2 separate regions of the Hordeum vulgare genome follow, and region 1 is linked to region 2. Evidence: chromatin contacts called from public HiChIP or PLAC-seq data. All regions are on one chromosome and are shown on one strand. The core of a region is the stretch at or near the end of the contact, and the rest is flanking DNA. Distances in the headings are between cores, read along the strand shown.

What was found. HiChIP or PLAC-seq counts read pairs in DNA pulled down with a chosen protein or histone mark.
Region 1: a contact with region 2 is called in an H3K4me3 HiChIP or PLAC-seq map of embryo, with 7 times the contacts expected there. The contact joins the promoter of LOC123417671 here to the promoter of LOC123417085 in region 2. A contact is called at or near these places in 5 of 6 Hi-C or Micro-C datasets (leaf, seedling and an unstated tissue) and 1 of 1 datasets of contacts at active chromatin or transcription factors (embryo).

Annotation. Positions count from the first base shown.
Region 1 is chr1H:49,912,946-49,915,879 of MorexV3_pseudomolecules_assembly, reverse strand. It overlaps LOC123417671 (pentatricopeptide repeat-containing protein At3g48810-like), which reads right to left and starts at 1,262. Exons shown (of 1, transcript XM_045106919.1): 1 at 1-1,262. The coding sequence starts at 1,101.
Region 2 is chr1H:49,643,189-49,646,194 of MorexV3_pseudomolecules_assembly, reverse strand. It overlaps LOC123417085, which reads right to left and starts at 1,278. Exons shown (of 6, transcript XM_045106882.1): 1 at 1-1,278. The coding sequence starts at 1,162.

The DNA of each region.
Region 1 (2,934 bases), core at 13-2,512, 270 kb before region 2:
AGTAGAATATGTCCTTACATCAGGAAAACAGCCGTTTTGCTCCATGCCACTGAAAACAGATGATGCCCTCTTTAGGTCACCAGTGTGGCAAAGGCCACGGATGAGAACATTGTAAGAGATTGTCGTTGGTGCCCATCCTTCAGCCACCATCCAATTCCACATGTCAGTTGCGTCATGTGCCTTTCCAGCATCGAAGAACCCTTTTACCAACACAGTAAATGTTTGAACATTTGGAGCACAACCTTCGGTCACCATCCTAGCCAAAATGGCGCAAGCCATCCTCAGCTCACCGGCCTTGCAGAGCGCGTCGACCATGCTTGTGTAGGTGGCAGGTTCTGGGTGCAGTCCACGATGAATCATCTCGTCGATAACCGAGAGCACCTGCCGCATCCTGAATTGTCTGCAGAGCGCGTGAACGACAGCATTGTACGAGGAGCACACAGGCACCGTCTCTGCCACGGCCCTCCTGGCCTCGTCCACCCTTCCCAGCTTGCACAGCGCAGAAACGATCGTCGTATGGCTCACCGCGTCTGGCTGGCAGCCCTTCCTGGCCATTTCGTCGAGCATCTTGCGCGCGGCGTCGACCCGGTCGTTCTGGCACAGCGCCTTCATGAGCAGGTTGTAGGTGTACACGTTGGGCTCGACCCCGGCCTTCCTCATGTTGTCGTACACCGGCACCACCGCCCCGACCAGGTTCTCCCGGAGCAGCGCGTCGAGCAGGTGGTTGTACACCCGCACGGTGGGCGCCGCGCATCCCAGGTCGTGCGCGCGGTAGAACGTCTTGAGCGCGCGGTCGGCCGCGCCGGCGCGGGCGAAGGCGCAGATGGCGGCGACGAGGGCTCCCTCGGGGCACGCCACCCCGCGCAGCCGCATCTCCTGCAGAGCGTACTGGACGCCGTCCACGTCGCCTGCCGCCGCGAGCCTCCTGACGGTGGCCTCATGGGCCCTCGCCGTGTCTCCGGCGTCGGGAGAGGGACTGGATCGCTCCGGCCACCGGATGGTGACTTGCGGGTTGCTCTTCCGGTGGTTATGTGACGGGGAGGTGGAGAAATGGCGATCGTGGAGTCGCCTGAGCAGGAGGCGGCATTTGGTCGAACACATGGCGCGCAGCCAAAACTTCGACGGTCGAACAGAGTACTGGCCCCGTTTGAGTAAGCGACTTTTTTTTAGCAGTGCGTAAGCGATGGGTATTCTTTCAGGCTCCTACAATACTACTCCGTACAATGTTTGGTGCTTAGAAATATGTTTAGAAAAATAAATCAAAATTTTCTGAAGCATGAATGCATATTTCTACAGGAGAAACGTCTAGTTAAACGTCTATCTTGAAATAAGCATCGGTGTTAAAAAAATTGATTTATTTCGTTAAACACCTCCCCTAAGCACCTTGCATTGTACCAGGCCTGAGAGGCCAAATATCGGGCATGGTTTGGAAGCCCAGCTTATTCAAACTAACACGAACTGGTTCTTTCGAAATAGGCTTCCGTACAAGACCCGTGTTCAGCGACATGCGCGTTGGATACCCAACGCGCACCCCCTCCCCAGTCCGCGTATGATTTCAGCCGGTCATGTGTGGGCGCGTGGGGTCTGATATTTTTCGGAGATGATAAACACTGAACATTTTCAGGATTTGATCATGGCAAACCAAATGTTTTGGCTGGCAATTTTGGTGATGCAAAAATGAAAAGCTTAGTTGAAATGCATGGCAATTTCCGGACAAAAAAACATTGAGCATGGATTTTTCATGTTTGCCAATTAAACTTGTCCTCGCGTCATCAAAACTGTATCAAAATGTTCGATTTGACATGATCAAATCCCGAATCGTTCGGGCGTTACCGGGATCCATGTTGTTTTTGTCTTTCCTTTTTTTGTCTTTTTTTGTACTTTTTACTTTGAGAACTGTTCATGAAACTTAAATTCAAAAAAGAAGATCGGGGCTTCAAAGAAGATCTTAATTTTTAAAATTGTTCATAAATGTAAAATACGTTCACGACTTTGAAAATTCTTCATGATATCATAAACTTGGCTCTGCCCATTTATAGAAGCAACATAGTGGATTGAAAATATAAACCTAGAACAAGTATATGTAACGTTAGAAACATACTAGAGGAGAATCCATAGTCCTCAAAACACCTTCGCCTTATGGATTCCAAAAAACTTATACCAATTTCTAGGTATTTTATTTTATTCCCGCCCTTTTGTTTTTAGTAATTTTAGGGGAATTTTTAGTCTCTATTCTCATGCAATATTTCAACCCTTGTATTCGTTTTGCTCTAGACCGCCATTAACTTGAACCCTCATCATGATAAATTTACCACTTCATGTGCCTCATGTGAGGTTGATACTCTTATTTTTTTAAAGACTACATCTAAACAAATGTGCACTTGCAAGTTATCACTCGCCTCGTGACTTGTCATCGTCGCCGCCACTGAGGTAGTGCAGGAGGCGTCGGGGAGGGCGCATCCTCCTTCACAGCAGCAATACAAATTACGTGTTGTGTCCCCTACTTTGTCACGGAGAGGCATCACGGCAGCAATACAAAGTAGGAAACTAAACCCACTACAACGCACCTCTCTCACTGCAGATAGATCAATCTAGTTGGCCAAACCAAATCAACAGATCAGGGAGAATTACGAAGCTATCATAATCATGGCAATGAAGAAGAAAATAGAGAGAAATCGACATCTAGGTACTAACTATGGACCCGTAGGTCTGTAGTGAACTACTCACACATCACCATGGGAGTAGCAAGGTTGATGTAGAGGCCCTCCGTGATCGATCCCCCCTCCTGCATGGCATCGGAAAAGGGCTCTAGATGGACACATGGCGGAACAGAGACTTGCGACAACGGAAAAAGTGTTTCGAGAGGCTCCATGAGGCTTTTCGAATAATTAAGAATGTATAGGACAGTGATGGGCACCATAGGCCAAGGGTATT
Region 2 (3,006 bases), core at 29-2,528:
AGGACCTGGAGAGCTGAGATGATGATGAAGCCTTCGCCCCCTTCCCTGACCGATTTGCCATCCTTACATCCTTCACCATCATCACATCCTCCATCCCAGTCACTTGTATACTAGCCAGGCCCCTGTCACAATCCCTGCCACTGGTGCTCTTTCCCTTCCGCCTTTCAGCCGAGTTGGGCCTCTTCATCCCATACTGCTCAGATGCACGCATTAGCGCATAGCCCTCAAGCTTTTCCTTGCCCTTCTTTAGGAACCCATCCTCATCGTCGTCAGTATCCATCTCATCATCATCTGAATCAACCAATTTCATGCCATTCAACCACCTACTGCTCAATAGCTCCTCGCTGCCACCAATCCCCTCCATGTAATCGGCGACAATCTCATCATCAACCGACGAGTCCCCAATGCTGAGACCCTCTTCCGAGTCTGACCCAGAACCGTCCTCATCAGACTCCGGATCGCCCTTATCATCGTCACTATCTTCCTCATCGCTATAAACATCGGCATTATGATCTCTCACCTCAAAATCGGAATCTGATTCCTCGTCAGAGTCGCCCATCCCCTCCGATTCCGGTGATGAGGTATCCTCGCTGTAGATCCTGACTCCCCCGATGGAGATATAGCCTCCATTCTGCCTCCCTTTGCCTTTAGCCTGCCTCGGCGTCACGAAGGAGACCTCCTCCAATTCCTCAGCCTCAACGTCCATCTCTTCTTCTTTGATGGGATCATGGAATCCCAATCCGAGATGCGGCGCGCTCTCACCGGCCTCCTCCTCCTCCTCGTCGCCGTGGAATCCAAGCCCGATCCCTCCGACCACTTCGTACGAGTACATCGACGCGGATGCGGCCGGATCGGCGCAGGAGGCGGTGTCTATGGCCACCTCCAGCGCCTGCGTCGCCCCGCCGGCGGAGGCGGGGCAGGGGCGAAGGGCAGCGGTGTAGCTGAAGGGTACGGCGTTGGCGGGCTCCGCCGCGGCGCCGCGGCGGGCGCCGCGGCCGCGCCCCCGCCCGCCCGAGGAGGACGGGCCGAAGGCGGCGGCGACGGAGGTGGGGGAGACGAAGGAAGGGAGCTCCGGGAGCGAGCGCCGGCGCCCGGCCCCGGCGCTGTGACGGGGCCCGCCGGCGGTGGGGTTGCGCTTGTAGCGGCGCTTGCCGCCGGCCATGTCGGCTAGGGTTACGGGGTGCTTTGGGATTCGTGTGGTGCCCTGCGTTCGCCGCCGAGGGAGCCCCTACGCGTGGGTCAGATATACCTGGGATTTGCGGTGCAGGTTTCGTAGCGGCCACGGGATTCCCACTCCGCGAGGTTGTTTAAGCACACCCGGTATTTTAGGAATATAATGATTTTTCGGGGTTCCTAATAAGGACTCCCTGAATAATTATCTACTTTGGTTTTTGTAGCAAATAATTTATTTTGGAAAAAGATAACGTCCGTGTTTGTAAACCCCACACACATGGATCTAGGTTCGTTTGTGGTTTGCATTAATCTTCATATATTTTTTGTGTCACGTAGGAAGGGGCTGGTGTGTGGGCGTCACTTGTCATGTCTTCTCAGTGTTACATGGCAGCTGAGAGCACGCTTAACTTGAGAGTTCTGTTTGAATGGGCTCCCGGAAAAGAAGGAATTTCTTATTGATATGAGTAGTCTATCATCCCTAATAAGTCAGCCTATCACATACACCACCACTCAGAGGAACCGACGTCCTCGTCGGGCCACGGGAGCGTTCCCTCTTGGCACAAACGTCTGTGCATTCAGTCCAGTACATGTGTCATGCCGTGTGCCACGACGGGTCACAAACGTCATGAATAACATGACCGCGCACCTATCCGCAAACATCCGTGTAACCGCGAGGGTCGGCTCTGATACCAAACTTGTAACGCCCCGGACACACCCGTCGGCGATCGTTACTCCTGGCGGGATCTAGACTGACCTCACATATCAATACTAGTCTTTTCTGCGCATTTTGTCCTCACTTATGTGCACCCGAGATGAACTTCCCGGTCGGTCACCCATCCTAGAAATACTCCAAGCCGACACGCTTAACTTGGGAGTTCTGTTTGAATGGGCTCCCGAAAAAGAAGGAATTCCTTATTGATATGAGTAGTCTATCATCCCTAATAAGCCAGGCTATCACATACCATGAGGTGGCAGGCCGGATATGCAGGTCGTGAGGCATGAGGCCGGACGTGTGTGCGTTAGCTGTTTTGTCCACATGCACGCGTGTGGGCTGTTTCCCTTACACATCATACGAAACGTGTGGGTAACACCCCTTAACACCCACACGTGTGGACGCTATTAAGACCCTTTATTTTTAGTTATATGACCCATCCTGAGCACGAATTTTCGATCAAACACGACACTTGCGTTAAAGGGTTCGGTCAACAATCGACCCACCACGAAACAAGGTCAGATCTTAAAAGCGACCATGACATGGGTTATTTGAGCTGACCTGTTGTGTTGGGCCAACTTTTTTAGTTCACGTGTCATGTCGATTTGCAAAACCAAGTCTTTCGATTTACACAGGTCGTGTCGTGCCAAATTTTTTATACCTTTGCGTAAAAAAATAATCTAAGGACTAATGACATTAACCAAATTAATAATGTCATATGTCATCATACTACAAACGCAGGTACACTTCTATCATGATCGTTGGTTTTGTTTCTGGTTTTTTAGGATATACAACAAAACTGGTATCGGCTAAAGTGCACATGTGAATCAAGCTTATTGAAACCTACGAAACGTGAATGTCGATGGACCTACTAGGTCATTTGTCCAGAGGTTGATATTTCATCCACCTCGGTACAAGTTACGATTTGTGACAAATGTTTTGTCGACATCCTAAACATGGAGGCATGCGTCTTTTAAAATGAACTAGAGCAATCAATTCGTCTTCTCCACATCGCTCCTTTACGGCTGAAGAACAAAGCTATCATGATGTTCCACTCCATTATTTTTGAAGGATTCACTATGCAGAATACGCATGAGAGGCATGGACACTTTTTGTACCAC